2 separate regions of the Mus musculus genome follow, and region 1 is linked to region 2. A link is a contact called in public promoter capture Hi-C data. All regions are on one chromosome and are shown on one strand. The core of a region is the stretch at or near the end of the contact, and the rest is flanking DNA. Distances in the headings are between cores, read along the strand shown. Region 1 holds the start of Ubqln4 (ubiquilin 4). Region 2 holds the start of Ube2q1 (ubiquitin-conjugating enzyme E2Q family member 1).

Region 1 (6,833 bases), core at 2,467-4,966, 1.2 Mb after region 2:
CACAAAGTAGAAAACTCCAACTACACACTGTCTAAAAAATAAAGAAAAAGAAAAGAAAAGAAAAGAAAAGACAAGAAAAGACAAGACAAGACAAGACTATGATTTCCACTGGTGTCCTCCACCAGGCATGTTCAGCTGCTGTGTTCCCAAACACTGTCTGGACCTTCCTACTGAGGGTTCTTGGCCTCGAACATTATTTTTTTCTTTCCTTGGTTCATATACAGTCTTCCTTTGGGTCTTAGCTTAGTGACACTTGTAGGAGACCTTCTATAAGCCCCAGAGCAGGGTTGGAGCCCTTACTATGTTCCTAAGGCATCATTATGTCCAGCACTGCCTGCACATCTGTCCCACTTGGCTTAGGGTCAAGGAGTTCCTGACCCATGTCTGTTCATAACCATATCAAGTGTTCAAAGCACACCAGCTCAACTCAATGAACAAGAAGAAGGAGCAAACCGGAAGTTCAGAACAGCCAACACCAGCGTCCGCCCTCCCCAGTCTTCTCCCAGACCCACCTGCCTCATGAGCTCTGGGTTGTTGAGCATGTGGCTGATCTCGGGGTTCCTCTCCATCAGCTGCTGCATCTGGGGATTAGCCATGATCATGTGGCGCATCAGATCAGGGTTTGACATCATATCCTGGACCAAGGGGTTCTCCATGATCTGCGACAGCATCTCAGGATTGGACATGAGCTGTCTCTGCATCTGTTGCTGCAGCTCCATAAAGTTGGCGGAGCCCAGGCCCAGGCTGCCCAGTCCCAGGATGCCTCCGAAGCCAGCTGTGGGAAGGAGCAGGGTCAGAGTCTCCCTCTCAGACCCTTCCAAGATCCAGCAGACTTTCCAAGATAGACCCTAATTGCTTCTGACATGTCCCTCCCTCTTCAGTCACTCCCACAACTCCAGGAAAGAGACCTCTATAAAGGCAGGGGGCAAGCTAAGCATAGCATTGAACAGAAGTAGACCCACCTTTCTCCATTCCCCTCTTTACCCAGGACTCCCCTCCCCCAACGCCATCTTTCCTTTTGTTCCTGAACTTGAGTCCATCTCTGAAATCATGGAAACCATCATAAGGGCTGGTGAGATGGCTCAGTGGGTACGAGCACCCGACTGCTCTTCCAAAGGTCCAGAGTTCAAATCCCAGCAACCACATGGTGGCTCACAACCATCTGTAAGGAGATCTGACTCCCTCTTCTGGAGTGTCTGAAGACAGCTACAGTGTACTTACATATAATAAATAAATAAATCTTTAAAAAAAAAAAAAAAAACCATCATAAACCGATCATTCATTCCCCACCCCAGCTTGGCTTAAGTTCCAACATCTGGAAGAGTGACTACGGTCATGGGACTAGGACTAGGGATCAGGGACCATTCTTCTTCTTTATCTTTGTGCACCCCACTCCCCTGGCCAATACAAAATTATGCTCTCCCCCGCTAAAGGCTTACAGAGGATCGATGCAGTAGCACTTGAGGGCCCCTCTGCAGCCACTGGAGAGGGCCCCCCTCCACTGCCAGCATCTGAAGTTGTATTGCCAGAGCTGCAGGGCTGGACAGGGGCGGCGGCAGGTGAGGCAGGCGTGGTGGAGGGTGCAGAGGCAGAGTCAGGAGTGGATGGAGGAGAAGCAGCAGCAGTCACTGGATCTTGAGCCCTGAGGACAAAGAGTAGGGAAACCTGGCTGGAGTGTGCACAAGTGACAAGGTGGCCTTGGACTGACAGCTCAAGCCACCTCCTAAGCAGCCTTGTTCCACCCTTACCCCAGGCTAGCAGGATGCTGGGGAGAGGGATGGTATCAGTTATCAACAGTCTCTAAGGCAACCTGGGAGTACTGACAGGCTCCCCCAGAGGTAAGACCTTATCCATCTGTGCCAGGCCTGGCTGCTGAACAGGTGAGAAAGAATGGGAGGTGAGGTCACAATCAGGAGCAAGGGCAGCTCCTGTCTGTACTTACTTCTGAGGGGTTTTGATGACTAGGTGGACTGTGAGCCCATCCTTGATGCCGTGCTGGCTCAGGGTGTCCCCATCCTTGAGGATCTTGCCTGCGAAGATCAGGACCAGCTGATCCTGCTGAGCCTTAAACCTCCGGGAGATCTCCTCCTTGAACTGTGGTCAAGAGGCAGAGATCACTGCAGAGGCCAACTGCGCCCCGCTGCAAGACTTGACCCTCAGTTCTGCCCCTCTAGCTACAAGAATCCATTCAATTAGTTCCATGACACAGTATCCCAACCCTGGAAAGCCCCTGCTGCTATCCACAACAGCAGCTTCTGTCCCACCACCCAATTCTCTGAAAGTGATACCTCACAGAGGCATGGGCAGCCCTCCCCATCCTAAATCCTTCAACTAGCCTTGGGCTCAGGCTGTCTCTCTTCAGCCTTCTCTCTGCTTTTCAGTCCCAGCTTCCTCATCACTATAACAGATAATCTAGAGTATTATTGAGATCTATTGAGGAATCTAGTGTGTTAGTTACCATCTCTACTTAATTAAATTAATTAAATTTAATTAATTAATTAATTAATTAAGAGACAGGGTCTCTGCATGTAGCTCTTGCTGTCCTGGAACTTTCTATGTAGACCTCGAACTCAGATAGATCCACCTGCTTCTACCTCCCCAGGGCTGGGAATTTAAAGATAAGGATCAGAGAAGAGGTAATGTATCCGGGGATATAGGAACTCAGGTCTGGACATCAATGTCTTCATCAGACACATTCTCAATAAGAGCTGTTTTATAATTCAGCTTTTCCCAGGGGACTTAAAATTCTCTAATGAGAGAGCAGCAGTGGTACCAACGGCTACACTGGGGCGAGTTAAATTTTCTAGATTCTATCAGCTCCTCCAAAACACAACACAACACAACACATATTCTAACTATAAACAGTGCACTTGCTAAGCAAAAGATCCCTCTCTTCCAACCAGATGGCCTATTCTAAGCCCCGCCTATGTGCAATTCTGGAGCAGCTTCAAGCAGTGGGGAACACAGGCAATACTCCCTCACTCATTCTATATTATTTTGTTGAGCACCTACTGCGCTCAGCAAATCCTGTAGAGCAGAAAACTGAACTACACAACCGTTTCGATTTGCGACAAGGAGGCTCTGTGGAGAGAGAGAGAGAGGGAGAGAGAGAGAGAGAGGGCACCACCACCACGCGACACTCCCGGGAGAGCATAGCCGCAGCTCGCTCGGGCCGCACGGTGCCTTAGCGCCTGGAACCTCTACCAGTGACCCTGGAGCACACTCTCCTCAAGCCTAGGCTCCAAATGGAGCCCGCAAGCAAGGTGTCCCTTCCTCAAGCTCCCCCACCACGCCCCCAGCCCGGGTAGCGCGGCCAAACCGGCCCCTACCCGCGCCACGCTCCCCGGACTAGCCCTGGCAGGGCGCCCCCTACCCGCTTCTCCCGCCTGTATGCCCCTGGATTCCGCCCCGGCCGGGGGCCCGTCCCCGGCGCCAGGCCGACCCCGAGGTCTCCCTCTCTGCTCTGACCCCCTCGGTGCGCTGCTCCCGCCCTCCTGTCTCCTCCCAGCCAGATACTACCTCCTTGACCGAGGCTTGATCGCAGATCACGATCTCCTCCTTGTCCTTGGGGGTCTTGACGGTGACCCGAATCTGGGGCCTCGTCTCAGCCCCACTCGGCTCCGCCATGCCGCCGCCCGGCCGCCCGCCAGCCCGTCCGGCTCCTCCTCCTCCTCCTCCCGGCCCGCCCGGCCCGGCCCGACTCCGGGGCCTCCAACTCCCCCTCCCGCCCCTCCCCAAGGCTCCGCCGCCCACTCCGGACAGCCGCAGCCACAGCGCCCCGGGCGGCCTGGGGGAGCACTGCAGCTGGGGCGGCCCAGGCCCGAGCAGGGTGCGCAGCTGGCCCGGGCCGGACAGCGCGGAGGGCGGGAGATTCAGGGCCGCCTGCGGCTCCCTCCTGTTCGGACAAAGGACTTTCGTTGTCGCCGTCTTATCTCCGTTCCCTGGGGTCACTTGGTTTTCTTGAGAGGCCTGGGTTCGTTCCTGGTTCAGGACGTCCTTAAGACCTCTGCGGATTCGAGCAGTCGTGGCCTCCGGGGAACCGCCCCGAGGGAGCCATTAAGGACGGTTTCAGAGACCTGGAGTTTGCCTACGTGGCTTCTCTGAGCCTTGGGAGTAAAAGAGCAAGACCCCACAGAATTGTGACTAGCGTACAATATTGCTTTAAAAAATGGTCAAGGATGTGCCTAACAGATAGATTTATTATTAGATTGCGATTGACCAGTAGGCACGAAGGCGTCCTTCGCGTGGAAGATGTTAAAAGTATTTCCACCGTTGCCACTGTCCTTGCGCTCCCGCTCTCCCCCCCCCCAACTCCACAACCACATGGTCCCACTGGAACGCTGAACTATGGTTCCCAGAATTCCTTGAGCGATCACATGAAACTACGATTCCCAGAGGCCCTCGCGCGGGGCGGGAATTGGGCCAGAGCCTCAGTAGATGGGCCCGGTGACTACAACTCCCAGGCGCCTCGTAGCTGGGCTCCTGGGCCACCGGAAGCGACTGAGGGAGAGCAAGAGGCTGCGACTGTAGGGGTGTGTTGGTGCAGGTCAGGGTTAAGAGACGCAGGCATGCTGCGTCCCAAGGCTTTGACGCAGGTGCTAAGCCAAGCCAACACTGGAGGAGTCCAGAGCACCCTGTGAGTGAACAAGAACCCAAGCAGCGAGCGCTGGAATGGGGCGGCGCGCGGCTGTCTGCAGTAGGGGTAGGGAAGAGCCCTACGCCGGGAGGTGGCTAATGTTGCAAGCTGCAGCTTCGGAAACCCTGCTTGAGGGCTTCCTCGGAAAGGGAAATGGACAGTTGATTAGCGTGTTCCTGGATTCTTGCTTCCTAAAAGCGCCAGTAGCTGGAATTGGGATAGGAACTCAGACCTTTCACTCTTCCTGAGTTTGTTGATATCCTTCCCATTCTTGCCAGGCTGCTGAATAATGAGGGATCGCTGCTGGCCTACTCCGGTTATGGGGACACAGATGCCCGGGTCACTGCGGCCATCGCCAGTAACATCTGGGCCGCGTATGATAGGAACGGGAACCAAGCGTTTAATGAAGACAGTCTCAAATTTATCCTGATGGACTGCATGGTATGGAGTAAAGTAGGCTGACTTCGAACTTGCAATGATTATCCTGCTTCTGCCACCTCAACCCTGAGATTGCAGGTGTGCACCATCGCACCTTGCCAAATAAAACATAGATATTAAAAAAGGAAGTGAGAGTACGGTGCTGGCCTATGTGAGGGTCCATCTCAGTGAAAAGGAGACATTTGTTAAAAGATCCGAAGGACGATAGGAAAGGGGAAGAGAATTAAGCCATACAGCAATCATTTGGGGAAATATTTCTAACAGTGCTTGCTATGGTGGCTTATGCCTCTAGTTCAGTACACGAGAGACTGAGGCAGGCTCTCTTCGAGTATTTGTTTTCTTTCTTTCTTTTTCTTTTTTTGTTTTTCGAGACAGGGCTTCTCTGTGTAGTCCTGGCTGTCCTGGAACTCACTCTATAGAATCAGGCTGAACTCTGAAATCTGCTAGCTTCTGCCTCCCAAGTCCTGGGACTAAAGGTGTACACCACCACCGAGCAGACTTTGCAAGTATTTCTGACAACAGCAATTGCAAAGGGCCGAGGGCGGAGTGAGGCTTGGACAAAGATCAGTAAAGATGGAGCATCACAGAATGGGAAAAGGTTGTCGGGAGAAAGGGCTAAAGTCCTCTGAAGAGTGGCAGTGTGCAGAACTGAAAAAGGTGTTTGCAGTGGGGAAGGCCCCTTGGGAAGCTCTTCACTGTCATGCTGGCAGCCCATTCTTTACACCCACTCTCATTCACACTGGGTACTGAGTCCAGGGCTGGTGTCACTGCAGCCTAGCTAAGCTCTAAGAAATGCTTTTTAAGGGACAGATGTGGAGCTCAGTGGTAGAGCAGTTGCCTAGAGTGTTTGGGATTCTAGAACCCATTCCAAGAAACACAGTTTTTATTTTTGAGTCAGAGGCTAGTATACACACTGGAGCAAGTTCTGTGAAACATCACTTCTCTCACATAGATGTGCCATGACATTTTTATTGTTATTTTCAAATGTTGACCCACCCTAATTGATCCCCATTTTGAAAAGTTACACCATAGGAAAAGAAGAGACATAAGTTGGGTTGTGTGTGTGTGGGGGGGAGTTGTTTTTACCTTTTTAAGGTTTGTTTTATTCTGTATGTATGAGTTGCTTTGCCCAGGTGGTATATATGTGCCCCATGTGCATGCATGATGCCCCCAAGGAGGCTGAAAGAAGGCATTGGAGCCCCTGAACTGCTGTTATAGATGATTGTGAGCACAGTGTTGGTGTTGGGATTCGAACTCAAGCCTACTGCCAGAGCAGCATACGAGTTGGGTTCCTGGTCCTGACCTGCTGAGACAGTTCTCGGCATTAGAGAAGAGAACCCCAAGTTCTGGAAGACTTGGTTTCCCAGGATAGCTTGGTTAGCACATGGCTCAGCTGAGGCTGGAATCCAGTTTCAGACCCCCATGTCTTAAATGCTGGGCAGAGCTCCTAGCTGAACTTCCTGCTCTGCTAAGCTTGGGAGACAATGTCACTAGGACCAGAGGAACCCTGGGGAAGGCAGGAACTAAGGATGTCAAGCAGAATGCCCCAAAGTATCATGTCCTTCCCACCAGGAGGGCCGTGTAGCCATTACGAGGGTGGCCAACCTTCTGCTATGTATGTATGCCAAGGAGACCGTAGGCTTCGGAATGCTCAAGGCTAAGGTGAGTATATTCCTCTGTTATAAACTTTCTGGGCTGTAACATCTATGCATGCCCTTGCTCTGAATAAAGGACATGGAGACTTTAATTAGGTTTATTA
Region 2 (7,293 bases), core at 1,737-4,236:
TCCAGCATTTCCACATCAGGATGCTGAGGGAGGTTGTAGAGTTTACACAGGTCAGAGATGATCCTCTTCAGATGCTGCAAGAGCTGGGGGGAGAGACATTAAATACGTCTTTCCTACTACAATCTGGATAGCTGCATGGATGAGCTTTTAGCTTAGATCTCAAAATGGTGGCTGGTTCTCTACACTGGATGGACCTTGTGGTTATAGGAATGACTTTCCCTAGTGGACCTATCCTGGAGCTGCTACAGGACTCTGCCCCCTCTGGCTTCAGTAGGCAACTCTCCTAAGAAGTAAGGTCCAAGACATTCCACCTGGGGCACCACCCACTCTTCAAAACTAGCTGCCTCACAGGGAACGTTAGTTGCTGAAGCCTCTTCAGGAACACACACATTCCTCCCCACTGCCCCCCTCACCAAAGTATTCCCTTTCTTTATGTCCACCAGCCTCTCCAAGACAGCAGCCAAGTTAGGGTCATCGGACTCCACCGACCAGATGGGGGGCACAGCAGGGTATGATTCCTGAGGGGGAAACAGGAAGAGTGGTCACAATGAGAAACTTTACGAGAAACCAGTTTTTGCCTAGCCTTCCTTCTTCTGGTTCCTTTCTTCCCACCACCATGTCCTACACTTATAACCTCAGCTTCCCTAGAAAACTAGCCTGGAAGGACCATACCCAAGAAGCAACCTGCGGACTCTCTTCCTCTCAGAGTACAAACCAGGGAAAGCTGAAGACAGTAAAGGAAGCTCTGGCTCTACTGTCCTGCCTGCCTGCCTGCCACACTCCAAGTTCTCCCACACCAGGCCAGACTCCTTCAGTGTTTCCAAACTCAGGGGAGGGAAGATCACCTCATAACAGTCACACTGATGTGAAAAATGCAGGCTTGTAGCCACCAGGGGAGAAGGAACTAATAAAATAGTCTCCAAAGCTAGTAGCAAGATCCACCCCCACCCCCCAGAGTCCCTCTAAGACCCATTCTCCCTACCGCTCCCTCAGGAACCTGCCCTCATCCTGAGCCCAGGCATGGGCTGGGAGAACAGAGCCTATGCTACTGGCATTCCCAGCATTCCTGAGCCACCATGCCACAGGAGCCTGAACAGACTCCCCTCCTCTGCCCAAGGCAAGAGGGCCAGTGTAGGCCAAGTTTCTTTTAGAGGGGCCATGGGCACTGCAGCTGAGAACCCCCAAAGACAAAGATAGTAGATGGCCTTGGCAACCGAAAGGAAGCAGCTGGAGGAGGCAAACCTACCCGTAAGTGAATCCACTTAGCAAAATCCAATCTTTGATGTTTCAACACATGCCAAGGAAGCCTTACCCACTTCTACTGGGGATCTTAGCGATGCCACAGCTCTAACCAGTGCTGCAGGAAAAACAGTACCAAAGATGCTACAATCTTTACTTGACTGAGCCACTCCTGGTGGTCCTAGCTTGGTGAGGTAAGCCTCAGCTGGGATAGATGAGGCCCCATCAAAACTCAAGTATCTCATTATTACTCCACTCCCAAAGTTACCTCACCAAACCACGACCTGGTTTGGTGGCAGAAAGGGCTAGAAAACACCATGAAAAAAAAAATGAATCAAAGCCTCCAAGAACCACAAAATTCACGTCTGTCTTCCCCCCAGGCAACTCCCGTTTCCAGTGTGGATAAAGGTGCTCCAGGAGGGACAAGACCATTACAGTGGGCGTTATCCAACAACGTGAGCACTGTATCGCGCAGTACCAGCTGTTATAAAATTGCACCCAACAATTTCCTCAAGGGACACTAGGGAATAAAATAAGGCAGGACGCATGGAAGATGCCTCCTGACCAAGGATAGGTAGGATGGAACGATGCCTACTGGGGAGCGATGGCACTGCTGCCGCTCAAAACACACATTGCTGTCACCACCAGAAAAGGTGACAGTCACCTAGGATAAGCAGATGTGACCCCAGGAGTGGGGAGGAAGTGGCAAAGCTGCTACGAGCCAAGGCAAAAAGAGGAATTAAAGGTTAGTTACACCAGAGTTAGTAAGAGGAGATCCAACGTGGGGTCAATGAACGGCACTATTCTTTAGTGAAATTCAGGGAGCAAAGAGGGGTTGTACGAGGGATGCCTAGGCAGGGAGCCTACAGGTGGGTACATATAAGTGGAAAGAACTACTGAGAAGGGTCATTATGGAACCGGGCTGAGTTCCAGGCTACGTCCTTCCAGCACAGGCCTGGAATCTTATTAGAGTTGGGGTGGGGAGAAGAATGGGTCATTTCTAGGTGACATGGTAAAGTTGTGGAGGAGTAAGCAGAAGGAGCCAAAATCATAAAACCTGAGGTGTGGGTGGATTCATAGGAGGAGGTGGTTGAGGGGCCACATGTCCCGATGTCCCTTGCTCTCAGGGGTCAACAGTAGAGACTGTGACTGCACCACAGAACCTCAAGCTGAAGAAACAAGTGTAGCCTGGAGAGAAGGAGCCAAGCACCAAGAGGGGGGCTCTGGCCTCCGGGTCCTTCGAGAGCAGGAGGTTGTATGGTGTGATTTCGATCACCAGACAAGGGACCCCCAGCGTGGCGCAAGCGAGGTCCTCACCGTGATGTTGCAGTGGATGCGGACGGGGTCCCCCGGCACCGATCCCCGGGAGGGGAGATGGGGTCCGGGCGCAGCCCCGGCCCCGGCCCCTCCGGCTCCGGCCAGCAGGAACTCGCAGCTCAGCTCGTCCAGGCAGGCGCTGGCAATGCGGAAGCGCTCGTGGCCGCGGTGGAAGATGGACTCGAGCAGCTTCAGCTCCCGCCTCAGGCAGGGCCCTGGCCCCGGGCCCCCTCCCGGGCCGCCCCCGGCCCCCGGCGCCGCCCCCTGGACCCCCAGTTGCTGCCCCGGCCCCGGCTGCTGCTGCCCCTGCGGCTGCGGCTGCTGCATCCTCCGCTCCGCTCCGCTCCGGGGCCGGCGGGCCGGGAGCCTCCGGCCTCCGCTCCGGGCTCCGCCGCCGCCGCGGTCCGCACTTCCTGATCCCCCCTTCGCCAAGATGGCGCCGCCGCCACCTCCGGGACAGGCCCCCTCCGCTCGCCGGCCCACCCCCCCCACGGCCGCCGGAAGCCGCGCGCCCCTCCCCCTCCGCGGCGGCCCCGCCTCCGGCCTCACGTGACCTCTGAGCTCCGGCCCCCGGCACGTGATCCGCGCGTCTTTCCCGCCCCCCGGCCCGCGCCTGTCACCCTCCACATGTGACCCTAGGCCCTCGCCTCGCTGCTCGAAGCGCTTCCGTGCGTGTACGTGCGTCGTGCGTGACCGTGCACCGGGGGGCCTTTGCCAGCGCTTCCCTGTCACATGGCCGGCGTCTCTTGTCACGTGGCCGGTGCCTGTGTTCCCAGGGGCTCCCCGCGCGGGACTCTGGCTTCCTGCTTGCGTCCCGCGGCCCCCGCGTGCGGCGCATGGCCGTGTCTGTCCTGTATTCCCATGGGGGTCGTCGGGCCGGGTCACCGGCCTCCGCGTCTGCGGCGGGAAGGCGCCTTTCGCTACGGTCGGAGAAACGGACTTGGATCTCCCTGCGGTTCCTCTATGGTGTGTGACCTTGGGTTATCTACGCTCCTGGGGAGCCTCAGTTTCTCCATCACAACAATGGCACTGTACAAGACGGGGAGGCCTCTTTAGCCTGTTCCCAAAGGCTCTGTGCAGGGATACTGAAGTATCGAGTATGGTCGCTGGTCAGCTACGTCTGAGGGGACAGATGGTGCGGCTTCCTCCACAGAATCACAGGGCTTCGTTATGTGTGAGTGCAGAGTACTAAGCTAGGGGTTGCATAGACGACACCCACGCCTACCTGCTATTCTTCTTCCCACCTCGTCGCACTGATCCTGAACGGGGCTTGAAGTTTGCGGCAGTACCTCGTCGTTCCCACTAGGTGGCACTATCACAAAGGACAACGGAGGGTCCTGAAACCCAGAGCTGCAAACTGGCAGGTGCCAGGATGTTGTAAGGCCTGATGGGTTTGGGACCAATTCATCATGTGAGCCGTTGGCCCGTCTACCGTCACCACCTCTATGTTTTTTGGAAGCTGACTGTACCTTGGTGCTGGGCTACTGATTCACTCAGTGATGTTAGCAGAAAGCTTTACTAGGCCAAGTTTAACTCCGTATGTTTTAAGAAATTCGTGTTCTTTGAGCCTGGGGGGATGAGTGTGGGTGTGTGGGTGGGGCTGGTTTTTCTAATGACCAGAGCAGCCTGAACATTTAGCTGCATACCATCTTTGTGCCTATGTCCACAAGCTGGAAGCATAAAATACTAGGGTAAGCCAGTCCTAGCAGAACAGGGTTGTAGTCGCAACTATCTAGGAGAGTCAGAAGGCCAAGGCCTACCTGGATAACTTAGTAAACTCCTTTCTCGGCCAAATAACTAATAAATAAGGGCTGAGGGTGTGGTAGAATGCTTGCTTAGCTAGTAGAAGCTCCAAATTTGACACCCTCCCCCATCATCACACACAAAAAGAGTAATTGTAAAAAGTCTAATTTATCAAGCATTCCCCAAGCCAGGAATACTAAGCAAATATTTCTAACCCTTAACACCATTGCAAGGTGAGTGCTTTAACCTGTATTTTACAGATAAAGGTCAGGATGTATAGATACTGAGCAGAACTTCTAAGTCTGTCTCCACGTCCTTTACCCTGTTCTGTCTGCTTGCCTGCTTCCTTTATTGTTATTGTCAGGGTCTTGCTATATAGTCCAGGCTGGCCTGAATCTTATTCTCTTGTCTTAGCTTCCCAGTGCTTAACTTATAGGCACACATGCACCACCTTGCTCAACTCCCCTATTCTACTAGCCCCACACACTTCCTTTTAGAACTTTTCACAGATCACATGACCTTTAGCCCTTACCCAAGGAACTGGAACTTTAGGTCTTCCATGTCCCCAACCCCATATACAAGTTTTAAATGTATACATTTACTTATTGTCCTGAAGATTGAGCCCAGGGCCTCATCCATGCTATGCTTTGTCATTGAGAAACCCAGAAGTCAAGGTCAGTGGGGCATGGTGCCTTCTATTGCTACTTCACTCAGCATCTCAGCTCTTTTGGTTGCTGCTAAGCTTCATGTAAAATCATACCTAAGATAATTGGGCATGAGTGTGGTTGCCATCTGAACTGGAAATGAAGTAGATATATTTATTTAGTGAATGCAGAGGCAAGTGATTAAAAACAACCTACCCTCATGGAATTCATATTAAGGAAAATAGAAATTATAAAACCAGAATCTACAAAACAAACTGCCTTGTTAAATGTGGGAAATGGACAAATATTTACTGAGCACCTACTGTGTATGATACACTGAAGAAACAGCATTAAATGAAACAGATTCAGTCCTTATTTTCTCAACCTGACAGGAAATCAGACACTTGGGCCAGTCAGATGCCACACAAGCCTAGTGTCTTGAGTTTAATAATGTTAGGTACCCAAAAAAGTAGAAGAGCATAGACTCCACAAAGCTGTCCTCTGATTTTCACACACCATGCCATGGCCTTTGCCCCTCCTAACAATAAATACAAACTAAGCAAAGCAGACATTTAATGCACAGAGACACACTCAGGCACTGACTTTTAGCTGTAGTAAGTGCCTCAGAGGGGAAGACTAGCCATCTGGAAAGGAGTTCTGAATGAAGGACACTCATTTCTGAAGAGTGAGTAGCACGGGTGGAGCAAGAGCTGACATGTCTCAAGTTACAGAGTGTGAGAACACCAGCAAAGGCTACAAACTCAATTCAAATTACAATTAGATTTATTAAAACTGCAAGTGGGGTTTTAAAGCCACTTTAAAGCCACATCAAAGGCATGCTGCCAACAAGGGGTTAAGAGAAGGATTTTTTTGAAGGTGGAGATGACCATTATCTTGCTTCTGTGGAACTTGTAGCTGTGTAAGAAAGTTCTTAACTTCCCTCAGCTATGTGAGGCACCGTCTCTTTCCCCTTATTCACAGCTCTAAAGGGGATACCTCTGAAAACAGTGATAAGTGGGTTTACAGAAGCCAGGGCAAGCTGTTAATCATTTCACAGCAGTTACACCATTCTGTGGAGGGTGGAGTTTGCTAGGAGTTCATCTTTCAGAACTTTAGGGCAGAGCTCTGCCAGTGGGTATCAAAGAAGTACCTGGTACAGAATGCAGTTTCCTTAGCCATCACAATGGCACACAGGGTTTTAAGGAAAGATTATCAAACTGAAGGAACAGAAGAATAATTGGTCTAGAATAGAGGAGAATGATGGAGGTAGGGCAGGCAAAGACCAGATCTTGGAGCGTTTAGGGATTTGAGCTTATTGTAAGAACTGGGAAGATTGAAAGGTCAACAGAGCCTTAAGCTGTGGAAGCAAATATCAGTAGCAGCACTAACAGAGCTGAGCTTTGTGGGAAACCAAGGTTTGGTTCTGAAGTGGAAGGAGGTTAGGAAGAAAGGCATAAATTCTAAGACAAAGGAGGGGATCCAGCACTCAGGATGCTGAGACAGGAAGATCATGAATTTGATGCCAGCCTAAGCTACACAGACCCTGTCTTAAAAAAAAAATAAGGAAGAGAAATCGGGATTGTAGGGTTACCTCAATGGCAGAGTATAAACTGTTTTAATTTTTTTCTAATGTCTGCTTTTCTTACAAACAGTAACCAGTTGTTTTAACTTCTTAGCAGCCCTATAGTCCCCGAGTGGTGCACTGTAAGAGCTGTCAAACTTCAGCCCTTCTTTCCAGCCCTCAGCTGCCGTGTCATACCACCACAAGAGTTTTCAAAATGGCCGCACCACAACACCTCACCTGCTGTCATGAGCATTACCACAGGAGCTGTCCACGGTGACAGTGCCTTCTTTCCTGCCTCAGCCTGTGGCCATCATAAAATTAACATTAAAGGAAGAAGTTACTGCAGGAGCTGTCCACAGTGGCACTGCCTCCTCGCTAACCTCCCCACCAATCCCTGATCTTCCCCAAGCGTAGGACTTGAAATCCCACCAATCCTCACATTGGAAATCTGCCCGAAAAGTTCTAGCCCCTGAGAAATCCTATATAAGCCCTGCCCTTTGTTCAATCTCTGCTGTCCATTTCCAGAAGCCACCCCTGGATTTGTCCTTCCTTCTCCTGGATTCATCTCTCCAATCCCTTCATGAGATTTGCTGCCTGGTGTGACTCTTATAAGCCAAGAAGCGATGAAGAGAAGGGAAGAATTAAAGCAGGGGAGGGGGCTCAGCTTCCTGATCTCTTCAGCTCAGCTGGGATACCCTCCCCTGGGAGCTGCAGTGTCTCTGCTGAGAAGGCTTCAGGAATCTCAGAGCTGTGTGGCTCCTGGACTCCCATGTCTCGGGATGCCCT

What was found. Promoter capture Hi-C pulls out the DNA fragments that hold promoters and counts their contacts.
Region 1: a promoter capture Hi-C map of liver shows a contact between it and region 2, with 7 times the contacts expected there. The contact joins the promoter of Ubqln4 here to the promoter of Ube2q1 in region 2. A contact is called at or near these places in 2 of 39 promoter capture datasets (liver and pre-B cells), 1 of 484 Hi-C or Micro-C datasets (B cells), 1 of 115 datasets of contacts at active chromatin or transcription factors (cardiomyocytes) and 1 of 9 other capture datasets (liver).

The regions. Positions count from the first base shown.
Region 1 is chr3:88,550,599-88,557,431 of GRCm38.p6, reverse strand. Ubqln4 (ubiquilin 4) reads right to left here and starts at 3,716. Exons shown (of 11, transcript NM_033526.2): 1 at 3,520-3,716; 2 at 1,943-2,094; 3 at 1,440-1,642; 4 at 513-775. The coding sequence starts at 3,627. It overlaps Lamtor2 (late endosomal/lysosomal adaptor, MAPK and MTOR activator 2), which reads left to right and starts at 4,481. Exons shown (of 4, transcript NM_031248.4): 1 at 4,481-4,636; 2 at 4,915-5,077; 3 at 6,647-6,736. The coding sequence starts at 4,569.
Region 2 is chr3:89,769,302-89,776,594 of GRCm38.p6, reverse strand. It overlaps Ube2q1 (ubiquitin-conjugating enzyme E2Q family member 1), which reads right to left and starts at 2,986. Exons shown (of 13, transcript NM_027315.4): 1 at 2,557-2,986; 2 at 414-518; 3 at 1-83. The coding sequence starts at 2,883. It overlaps 4632404H12Rik (RIKEN cDNA 4632404H12 gene), which reads left to right and starts at 3,195. Exons shown (of 2, transcript NR_130957.1): 1 at 3,195-4,093; 2 at 7,033-7,293.